Linked DNA regions of Anas platyrhynchos: region 1 is linked to region 2. The links are chromatin contacts, called in public Hi-C maps. All regions are on one chromosome and are shown on one strand. The core of a region is the stretch at or near the end of the contact, and the rest is flanking DNA. Distances in the headings are between cores, read along the strand shown. Region 1 holds the start of LOC119713151. Region 2 has its middle 100 kb from the start of OGFOD3.

Region 1 (5,523 bases), core at 1,620-4,119, 150 kb after region 2:
CTTTCAGAGCAACAGGCAGTCCGGAAGCAGATGGGGCAGGGCAGCTTCTCTGAGGACTTCACATCTCCAAACCTATCAGGCAATCTGATTTTATTTCACAATGAGATCGATCTGTGCCTTTGCCTCACAGATGTTTTTCCTTCAATTCTGCAGGTGCTATAAAACCCAATCAGGCTTGTGAAAGTGGAAGGTCACAGCCATTTGAAGCATCATCTACAAATGAGACAAACCAGGCCCTTATGCCAGCAGCATCCTCAAACAAAGTCTAGCCATCACCTGAAGAAACACGTTTATTTTATACCTCACAATAGTTCTCACAAACGTACTTTCACAATTCCCATGCATTCACTGAGGACTGCAATTGCCCTAGTTATCCAACTCCAGACTTTTGCAAGCAATAAGAAAAGCTTCCAGGGGCTCTTGTCCTCTCCCGGTACTTGTCTGAGAAGCCCCAGCATCACAAGATGAATGGCTTGTTTGGCAGCACAGACTTATACCAACTGAATCCTCCCTTTTTTTTTTATGGTTGAAACTATCGGTTCTCCTAAAATTCTTTGGAGAATTGCATCTTTGCTCAGGCAGGCCGTGTTGAACCTTAATGGAGATGTTTTCTGCATATCTTCCATGTCATAACACAGTAGCGTGGCCATAGTTTTTCATCTGTTAAGTCCCAGGCTAGTTCTAGGTTTCCCTGAGAAGGAGTTTTGTAGAGCCATGTGTAGGAAGGGACCTTAAAGACCACCCACTAGCTCAGGCTGTCCAGAGCCTCATCCAGCCCGTACAGGTGACTGGTTTGTTTTTAGAGTGGTTTAGCCTTCTGAGCCAAAAGTCTGGTTTTGCAGCCACCTGCAGGTTGAAGGCTACTCTGCAGGCTCTGTCCTGTGCAGCCGAGACAGAAAGGCGTGCACTTCAGGGGTGCACAAACGGTAGTTCACAGGTAGCATGTCATCTTCAAGTGATTTACTGCTCATGCTTGATTTGAGTAAATCTTCAACATTTGCGTTATACCCAAACAAATATCAGGCTTTTGAGCAAAGAACACCAGCATCCAAATTGCAAAAGCACATCCCTGAAGTGGAATGGATGCTTGTTGAATTATTTTTTTGCATAGTTTAACCAATCATAAATCTATAAATTGGTAGTTTCATCAGGAAATCTCAAAGGATGTAGGATGTAACATGACTCTAAACAGATAAAAAAAAAAATAGCAAAAAAAAAAATACAAAAAGGTATATTAAAAAGTTATGGACATTTTCTTTTTCCTTTGACCTCAAAACTTTGGAAGGTCCTTCAAATGCAAGTAGGAAATTTCTGTGGTGTTGTGCAACAGTATGATGAGTTCAATGTTTGTTTTACCAAGGCAGCTCTCATGGGTGTTGCTTTTGGTTTTGTTTTTCTGCTGTAAGTCATTTCTGCGAGAGCCTCTCAGGAAGTGCCGAGCATTCCCATTGATGCATGGAGCTGCGTGCTGGGCTTCAGGAGATTCCAGTGATGCATATCTGATTTTCCTGGACCTAGAAAAAGACTGTCTTAAAATTAAAGGCTGTTGCAGTTCTCTGAAGTGGTCTCGTAATGGGGAAAAACAAATGTGTGTATACATATTTGTGTGTGCATGTTAGGGCAGTCAAACTGATGACTGACACTGCTCTTTTTTTGTGTACCCTCAGATTTTGAGTTTTTTGAAACAGAGATAACATGCTATTTGACAACTTATGTTGTAGTAATTCAAGAGATTCAAATTTAAGAGTGTGCAAATTTAATTTCTAATCTTTAACACTAGTTGGGGCCAGAGAGCTAGTCAAGCCTTGGGAATAGAAGTTACCTGCCCAGTTCTGCCCAGTGACAGTTGCTCAGCTAAATCTGTCACAAGATGTAATTCACAAACTGACTTTGGGGTGCACACACTTTCCTTCCCATCTTTTCTGCCTTCGTACTGCTGATTTTGCAGACAGTGATATTCAGAGGTGTCAGTCCCAGCTGCTCTGATTTGTGCCTCCTGAGCTGCATTTTGCCTGTAATGCCAATCATCCGATGTCTTGGGAAAAGGGCTTTAATGATCCTCTTGGCTCTCAGCAAGTGCCTGATGTTGCTTTATGTGCCTGATGTTACTTTATGTGTCTTTTTACAAATACATATATCCACACAAATAGTTCTGAAATAAAAATCAACTGAAAATATCAGGTAGCCTGACTCGACAGATGGCATAATTTGATAGTTGCAGTTTTATTTTGATGTGCTTTGTTTTGTGTTCTTGTAGTCACCACAATGCCATGCCAACTTGAAAACTGGCTATTCACTGGTAACTCTGCATCGATCATTTTGTTCTTTGGCTTCTTCATGTCCTTTACAAAACATCACCATCATGTGAGCCCCACACTCATTACCCAGCATTATTGGGATGATCCACTTCTTGAGTATTGCAAAATCAAAGCCCAGGAGCAGGAAATCCCTCCTGCCATCTGCTTTTGTATCTAGCAGTGAGTCTTCATAGGGCTAATTGAAAGCCCATTTCACAACCCACCTGAACTCGGTTTTCTTTACAAGGATTGATGACCCTTATCAGCTGTCAGGCAATCATTCCTTCAAGAAAAGCTGTTTGTTTTATCAGGGAGAGAGTAGGGTGTGAGCTATGACTGAGCTTCCCTTTTGCTGGTGGCTTGCAGCTACAGAACATCTCTAAGCGTGAAGCCATGGGAGAGGTACACACTGTACTGCTGCTCTGAAAACACTCACCATCCCATTGCTGGGAGAACACAGGCTCGTCATTGGCAAAATACAGGTCAAGCCTGCAAGTTTGTGAGCAGGCTTTGTATATTAATTTAAGGTTTAGCTGAAGTAGCGGTGTATCTTTCTCCCTCTTGCCCCTTACAAAGCCAACGCTTTCAATTGCAGCCTGCAGCAGGGCTGGCTGCTGAGCCTGGGGGCATTGACAGTCTGTATCGACTGCAGCTGGTGCTGATGTTTCCACTAACAGCCCCCACACCTGGGGCTTGTTCTGTGGTAGTAAAGTGTGGGCGTTGCCAGTGTGAAGTCAACAACAGAATACACCTCTCTCTAAATCTCTCGCTCCCCTCTCTGTCACAGTGTCTGTGATGTGAAGACAGAAGAAGCAAGTTGCTGGGGAGGGGGAGAGAACTTCAGTTAGAAAGCAGCTGACATAGCTAGAAGATAACAGCCAGGTTTTGGCACACAATCCTTTCTTCAGTTCTTCAGCTCATCAGTTGGGCTATTAAGTGGGGATTGGGAGGAGACCTCATCATGGTCTGCATCTTCTTCATGAGGGGGAACGGAAGGGCAGGCGCCAATCTCTTCTCTCTGGTGACCAGTGAGAGGACCCGAGGGAACGGAGTCAAGCTGTGACAGGGTAGGTTCAGGTTGGATATCAGGAAAATGTTCTTGTACTTGCCAACGCGATCAGCTCCAAGGCAGACTTGTTCTTCAGCAGAGTCGGGAATCGAGGTAGGCAGGGCTTTTTTTCTGGCATGGAGGCTACTCGAGGCAGCTGAGGGAGCTGCCAGAGCTCAGCAGCCCTGCGAGGGAGGCTGACCAGGAGTGGGTAGAGCCAGCAGCGTCCCCTCCCTGGCCGTACAAATGTAGCCCCTAGGGAGCACGAGCGACCAGGACAGGCAAACAGGGCGGGGTGTGGCAGTTTGCACAGCAGTGAGCAAAGGGAGGGCAGGGCGCCCTCACTGCTCTTTTCCAATGGTGGTTGTAACCTGCTTGTGAAGAGACCAACCATGGTATCCACCTGGCAGAAAGCCATGGCCTGATGTGAATAGAGATAGGAGGACCAGAGAAAATGTAGGTCCACTGCTTGATTATCTTCCTTGAAGCGCACCTGGGGGACAATGCAGTCATCGGGCCCAGCCAACATGGGTTCACAAAGGGTGGGTCCTGTTTAACTAACTTGATTTCCTTTTATGATAAGATCACCTATCTAGTCGATCAAGGGAAACCAGCTGATATGATCTTTTTGGATTTCAGTAAAGATTTTGACAGTTTCCCGTAGGATCCTACTGGACAAAATGTCCAGCATACAGCTAAAGATGGGTGAGCATATGATGGGTGAGCAATTGGCTGACAGGCAGGGCTCAAAGGGTTGTGGTACTGCAGACTGTCACTAGAGGGGTTCCCCAAGGCTCCATTTTTGGGCCAGTTCTCTTCAATGTTTTTATAAATGATTTGGATATAGGACTAGAAGGTGTTTTGATCAAATTTGCTGATGACACTAAACTTGGAGGAGTTGTTGACTCTGTTGAGGGTGGAAAGGCCTTGCAGAGAGATCTGGACAGACTGGAGAGCTGGGCAATCACCAACCACATGAAGTTCAATAAGAGCAAGTGCCAGGTCCTGCACGTGGGATGGGACAACCCTGGCTTTACGTACAGACTGGGCAATGAGATGCTGGAGAGCAGCCCTGCAGAGAGGGATCTGGGGGTTGTGGTTGACAGCAAGTTGAATATGAGCCAGCGGTGTGCCCTGGCAGCCAGGAAGGCCAACCATATCCTGGGTTGCATTGGGATTGACATTGCTAGTTGGTCAAGGGAAGTGATTGTCCCGCTCTACTCTGCGCCGGTGCAGCCTCACCTCAAGTATTGTGTGCAGTTCTGGGCACTACAGTACAAGAAGGACATTAAACTGTTGGAGAGTGTCCGGAGAAGGGCTATGAAAATAGTGAAGGACCTAGAGGGGAAGACGTATGAGGAGCGGTTGAGGTCACTTGGCCCGTCCAGCCTGGAAAAGAGGGGGCTGAGGGGAGAGCTCATCATGGCTTACAGCTTCCTCACGAGGGGGAGTGGAGGGGAAGGCGCCGATCTGTTCTCCTTAGTGGCAAATGATAGGACCCACGGAACGGTGTCAAGCTGCGATGGGAGGTTCAGGATGAATATCAGGATAACAGGCTGGAGAGTTGGGCAGAGAGGAACCTCATGAGGTTCAACAAGGGCAAGTGCAGGGTCCTGCACCTAGGGAGGAAAAACCCCAGGCACCAGTCAGGTGTGGGGCTGACCTGCTGAGGGCAGGTTCTGCAGAGAGAACAGAGAGCAGTCCTGTGGAGAGGGACCTATGTGTCATAGGGGACAACAAATTAATCATGAGCCAGCAGTGTTCCTTTGTGGCCAAGAAGACCAATGGGATCCTAGCCTGTATCAAGAGGAGTGCGGACAGCAGGTAAAGAGAGGTGATCCTCCCGCTCTACTCAGCTCTGGTGAGGCCACACCTGGAATTTTGTTTGCAGTTCTGGGCTCCCCAGTACAAGAGAGACATAGAACTTCTAGAGAGGGTCCAGCGTAGAGCCATGAAGATGATTAAGGGATTGGAGCATCTGTCTTATGAAGAAAGATTAAGTGAGCTGGGCACGTTTAACCTAGAGAAGAGGAGCTTGAGAAGCAGTTGACTAAGTTAGTTCTGGAAACTCGTCTCACCTCAATGAAGTGCTTACCCTTGGCACTTCTCTAAATTCAAACAGTCAAGAAAAGATGTGGGAGTCTCACCATATGAAATATTAGCTGGATCGTTGAAATA
Region 2 (6,171 bases), core at 2,674-5,173:
AGTGCATTTGAGCATTTTGTAGCTCTTATCCAGGGCTAGATGTTACATGGGGCATCCTTGTAGAAGACTCAAGGGTCCTTCACTGCAGGGAGTCCCTGCTCCAGCTCAGTTCTCCTCCAAATTATCATCAACTTCTGATGTGGTACTGGAGAATTTGCTTAAATGATGGGTTTCATGAATGGGGATCAGCCACATGCTCCTTATTTTGAGTGCTCTCAAAATAAGACACCACACTTTTGGTAGTCTGGTGTTTTATTTGCTGATGTCCCAGGTCCTTTAGCTGTAGTTTATGGTGGACGTTCCCAAAAACTCACTTGATGCAGTGAGGTCAGGCAGTGGAGGGATGCAGGCATTGCCAAAAGGCACCCAGGGGGCTGATGTTATGCTCAGTGGGTGCAGTTCTGAGCATAAAAATTTCAGAGCACTCGAAAACAGAACCTGTTATAAAGTTAGTATCATAAAGTGTACCTGCTGGGAGACAAACTTGATTTCTTGCATTTCCTGTCTTCTGACTGCTTGACTTGGCAGCTGTAATAATGTTTAATAATAAGGTATACCTTATTGATGTTCTCACTGGAATGATGGAAAATACAGTTATCCTACAATGAAAAGAATAAAAGCAACAACCCTGTGTAACATTTAAATGACTTCCTTTTGCAAATAAATAGGATGGAAACCCTTTTTCTTTGTGTTGTATTAGTATTCCAGTTCAGAAAGAAGCAAGCAATCTTAAATGGACAGAATTGCTACTGTTAGGAGGAGTAAAATGTATATTTTAAGATTGTTAGTGTATGCATGCACTTAAAATTACATGTTATACATTGTAAAATAAACTGAAAGAATAATTCCTGTTTTTTTGCTTCTGTCTAAAGTGCAATCCAGAATTGATATACTGAGAGAAAGAAAGGAGAAAAAAAAAAAAAGTAAAACTGTTTCCTGAAAAATAATAAGCACAATGCTTTAGGGAAGAGGAGAATTACTATGAGAAACCGATTCTAGGCAATACCTAATGTTGCAATGGCCAAAGCATGATATCTAATTACTTCTTGTTTTCCTCAAGTGGAGGAATGCTGCAAATCAAATGTTTTATTCATTGGAAGAATGGTAGTGTCTAAATCAAAGCCGAAAGGCATCATACCAGTGTGATTTGTATTGCCGGAGAGATGTATAGGAATCCTTCAAACCTCCTGATTAAATGTTGTTTGACAATAGACTCAAATTATTCATCAACTATTTGTCTGTGCACAGTAGCATTTTCTTTTGATCCTCTTTGGGTTATCCATCAGGCTCCAGCTTACCAGAACTGAAGTGGAGATAAAAATTCTGTTGTGCCAAGGAAAGAGGAGGACAAAGCTCTCGAGGCAGACTTGCAGGCTGTATTGCATGCAGTTGTTCTGCATCCATCCTTGGCAGTGGGGGAGGATAATGAAACAGAAGTCTTATGTTGTAAATATGCAACTGTACAGCTCGTGGTTAGGATTTTAGGATTTGTATGGTAGCAGTGTGATTTGCTTTGACTACAAGTGTCTGAATGCCTGTTTAATAATTTGGTCTAGAGCTGCCTTTGCCTCCTTGGGTTGGCTTTTTTTTTTTTTTTTTATAGCCTGGATGTGGATTGATGGAAAATATTTCCCAGGTCGCTGCACAAATTGGAAAAAAAGATTGTGGTTTTCTTTCACCTTTCTCTTAAGCCTGGCCTTCTGTGGTCTTTCTTTATAATTTGAGCCCTGTCTTAGAATCCCGAAACTCATGGAAGACATTTGCTTTGTATATATATAAAGGGTATTTATTAACCGTTGGATGCTGTACCATGAGTATAGACTGCAGGGAATCCTCCTGGCCACTGAGTGTCATTGTTAACTCAGGAGAAGTGGGGTGTTGAGAAAAAACTCTCTCACTGGGGAGATGAATCTGTGTGGGCAGCTTGGGAAAGCATTGAGTGTGCTGAAATGGTTTGCTGAATGGCAAGGTCGGTCTTTAAAGAAAAACTGCTGCATGTTCCCAAGCACTCTGGGAGCTAGATTCATAAAAATTCACAAAATGCATTACCGTGGTCCTGTCACGGAGCAGGATCCTTGGCTGAGATGAGCTTAATGCTCTGAATTTTGGGGATTCCCATGTTTGGGCACCTAAGGCTGCTCCCTGTTGCTTTTGGTTCTCTCCTACTCAACTGAGGTCCCATATTGAGTTCCCCTCCCAGACTCCCTGGGCCCTCTTCCTTGGGGCTTGTGCCTACTGAAGTCAGCTCTGTCATGCAGGATGAGATGATGATGCTTTTCTGCCCTGTGCTGTTATGTGCCCGTGTAGTGCCCTAGTGCAATGCCCAGTACTGTGCAGCAGTGAGGGTGTGGGGCTGGTGCTCTTGTGCAAGCACAGGATCTTCTTCCAGCTTGCAAAGCCTTGAAATGCAATAGTCTAGAAGAGAGCCATCACCACCAGAAGCAAAATTATTTCCATAGAAGGAAAAATACTTGAAGAAAAGTAGTTCAAACAGTGGTTTGTGCAGCTGTTTTCAAATAGCCAGTGAGTTTTATTACCTGAGTATTGCTACTTCTCTTTATGGCCACGTGTTATGTGAGCAGAGTGCAATTTCCTGATATCTAAACTTGTGAATTAATGCTTTTACTGAATGTATTATTCATAGGGTTGGTTGGGAGCCTTGAAATTCCCTCGCCTTACTATGGACTATTTGCTGTGCAAGGTAAGCTGATCTTCATCAGCAACAGCATCAACACTGGGACTAAGATAAGGACTCTCTTTTGGACTCTGGGCTTGAAATGTGCCCTGCATTCGTGTTAATAACACTGACTTCAGTGATGGCAAGAGGAAAGGACATGGCTGGAAGGCATCAGCCTGGTGTTCAGAGAAGGAAACTATCGCAGGTAGGAAGGAATGTGATGGCTGGGGTTGCCAAGCTAGTGCACTTTAATGCCTCTTCTGAAAACCATCTCACTCTTACCTCTGTGTGCTGCCTCTCATTGAGCAGTTCTCTGCAAGTTTCTCTTCAACTGGGAAAAGAAGGGTCCTTTCTCTGCAGGATGGCAAATCTATTTTAAAACTCCTATATTATTGGAAATAAGATACTGGTGTTTTACTGACTGAGCAGGAGAGGAAGCCCTCTTCAGCTGCATTAACTTCTGTAGGGTTAACAGCAACATTGCTATTGCCTAGTAGTTATGTTGCCACAAAAACACCACCTTTCTGGCCTCAAAACCTCCTTAAACCAGGAAAGGGCTTTGCACAACCCATCTGGGTGGTGTGGCTGGAGCAGGACAGTCAGGAGAAATTCCACAGTCTGCCCATGTCTAGCCGGCTCGGTGAGGGTGGAGAGGAGTGGGGTGGAGGGAGACGATGGTGCTGTGCCAGAAACCACCTCCTTCCCCTGCCGTAGCCCCATAGCTGTGGTTTAGCTCCTCACAATCCCAAAGTTGAGGTGGTTCTCACACAGTCGTGCTAAATCACTTTTCTTCTGGCAGGGATTGGGTCAGACAGTGGAAGAGCATTCTGCATGGCATTTAAGGCCATCAGTTTCACTCACTTGCTGTGGGGTTTCTGTGATTTCTGGGTGCCTCTTTGTGCAGAGTCCTAAGTGCCCTCAAGTGCTGGAGGAGCAGCCGAGAAGCTGTTCTGCCCAAATTGATTTGCTGTAAATTATGAGTAAAAAAAAAAAAAGTATTTGAACCAATCTCTACATTCTTGACTACTTTTTCTTCTCTCTCTCTCTCTCTCTTTTTTTTTTTCTTCTCCCCTCGAAGTCACTTTTCCTTAGTGGATGAAGACGTAGTTCAACTCTGCTTTAATCTGTGACCAGCTCAGAGCCCTCTGGGAATACCGGCATATTTTTGCTCCTCTCTCAATGTTCCCTGCCCACTTGATTCACAACCACTTATCTCAAAGGTTTCTTGCACAGCTTTATTCAACGCAGGCTGCAGAGAGACCTTATCTATTCTGGGCAAGAGGTAGCACAAGCCTAGCCTTACACCAGCATGTCCCTGCAGCAACTGGGGGAAGCACTGAGCGGAGACAAAGTAGAATGGGCATTAGAACAGGAAAGAAAGATAATGTTGAAAAAATATAGAAGCACTGTGTTTCCTCTCTTCTGGCAATACTTTTTTTTTTTTTTTTTTTTTTTAAATTCTTTCCTGTTTAGCCAATTAAAGTCCTTAATTGCCACCCTGTCTCTATTGACTCTAGCAATTGGCACCATGCTGCTCGTGTCTGCTGCCCTGTGAGCTGACCGCTTGCACTCAGGGAAAAAAAATCAAATAGAGCTGTTTGGAAAGAGTAAATGTAAATGACATAAAATTACAACATCTGAACCCAAATCAGCATCACTTCCACATATAGATGTCTTGTTTCCTATGAGAATATTTCTAAAATGTGTTTCAATGTCAATCTTCCCTAGAAACTTCTGTTCTACAACAAAAGCCACTTACCCTGCAGCAGCTGCATGGTGCTGGGCTTTCAAGGAATGGTGTCCTTTGGTGCTTGGTGTTTGCCCTTATTCTTGGGGGTGGTGATGGAGGATGGTGTTTTGTGAGGGATTTACTTTTAAAAGTCTTCCCTGTTGCTTTGGTCTAACACATCTGCCAGATGCAGTGATGGCTCTTTAATAAGAACGATCCTCTCTGTGAAATTTTGCCTTTGGACAGGCGCTTTATTAAGAAGGACATGAGCAGGGGAGTGATTTCACGCTCACAGACCTCAGCTAGGTGATGCGTGATTGAACCCTTCCTCAGGCTGTCGGCTCCCAAACCACAGTGATATAATGCGGGTGTTTCTGGCTGACCGGCCGCAGCAGGAGCTCTCCTGCTTTTAATTTTTGCAACGGCTTCAGCATCCCCCCCAGTTCCTGCATGCTGCTTTGCTTCTCATTCAATTTGTTTCCTGATTGATGGTTAGCACAGAGCTTTTTAAATAGGCTGTTTCAATATGCAAAGTTGCAAAATGTTCACCTGATGTGCGGCACTTGTGCCAGTTCATGACTTTGGAATGGATTGCTGGTTCCTTAGTGAAATTCTTCTTGAATGAGAGAGACTTGGAAAGAAGGCAGCATAACGTGCATTAGGGCGAGGAGACCTTATCTGCTGCTTTCTGTCATTAATCTTCAGCTTTTCTCATTCTCTTCCCAACTGTTCCAGTATTATCATGCCTTCTCCTGGGGACAACACGTGCTCTGCTCCGTTACTCAGTGCTCCAGGAGGGATCAGGGAAGGCTTCCATGGGACCTGCCATCCTTCACCAGATGTGACCATGGGCAGGATCAGCCTCAGAGCCGAGATAGCAAGCAGCAGGGATTGTTTTTGCAGCCGCTGAAATCAGCCATGCTTGGGTTGAGGAAAGGTGTCTGCTGACCCGGTGTAAAAGGTGACTAATTGTCATCTCCCTGTGCCTCCCAGAGCTGTGGCAGTTTGTAAGGCCAGCTCAACGCATTGTCACAGGCGGACAGGATTGTAAAGGTTAGACAAAAGCTGCTGCTCAGCTGCTGCTTCTCCTAAATCAAAGTGCCTCAGCTGTTGACATCTTGGAGAATTTGTTGGGGGTTTAAAAAATTAAAATAAAAGGGCATTAAAAATATTAAAGTTGCTGTATTTAACTTAAATGAGTCATTCTATAGCGGCCCCCACGTTAGGCTGGTGTATAATACTTTGAGGTGATTGCATTAGTCAACTAACTTCAAGGCAGGGCTGGATGCATCTTGTCTTTTCTATTTGGACTCAATTTTATCCCGATTATAAGAACAAAAAAACAAATCCAAACAAAAAACTCTCTAAAACCAACCAACCAAATAAAACCCCAAACAAACCAAGAAGGTAAATACATTCCCCCTAATGCAATGAAATATGACATGGCTTTGGGCTTGGCGCCTTGCTCCTTCTTTATGAAATAGTGTTTGGGTGACCTTTGTGTTCATGAGGCTGAAGGGGGCAGTGACTAAGACCTGGCAAGGCGAGGATCTGCTCTGCCAGCTTTTTCCACAGCACTGCTGCCAGAGACCTGAGGAGAAGCTGCTTTTTGCAGACTGCTCCCTTTGGATGGTGCTGAGGGTTATTTGTGGTCTGCAAGTGACCACCTGAGCCACGGGGCGTTCCTTTGGACTGAAACTCCTGATTTTCCTCTGCTTGTTTCTGAAAGTCTCGGGGTTAACTCTTCCAGCAATGAAGGTTTACG

Evidence for each region. A called contact is a pair of places that touch in the nucleus more often than the background predicts.
Region 1: a Hi-C map of liver shows a contact between it and region 2, with 2.7 times the contacts expected there. The contact joins the promoter of LOC119713151 here to the enhancer-like site in region 2. A contact is called at or near these places in 2 of 8 Hi-C or Micro-C datasets (liver and subcutaneous adipose tissue).

The regions. Positions count from the first base shown.
Region 1 is chr19:7,636,114-7,641,636 of IASCAAS_PekinDuck_T2T, forward strand. LOC119713151 reads left to right here and starts at 2,870. Exons shown (of 7, transcript XM_072025654.1): 1 at 2,870-3,364. It overlaps LOC106016586, which reads left to right. Exons shown (of 10, transcript XM_072025656.1): 10 at 154-1,561. The coding sequence ends at 269.
Region 2 is chr19:7,487,573-7,493,743 of IASCAAS_PekinDuck_T2T, forward strand. No RefSeq gene overlaps it. Among named protein-coding and RNA genes, the nearest start is that of OGFOD3, 100 kb to the left of the region's middle. Within about 2 kb of position 3,924, at least 1 of the 8 cell types and tissues checked has an H3K27ac peak or open chromatin away from gene starts, as enhancers often do.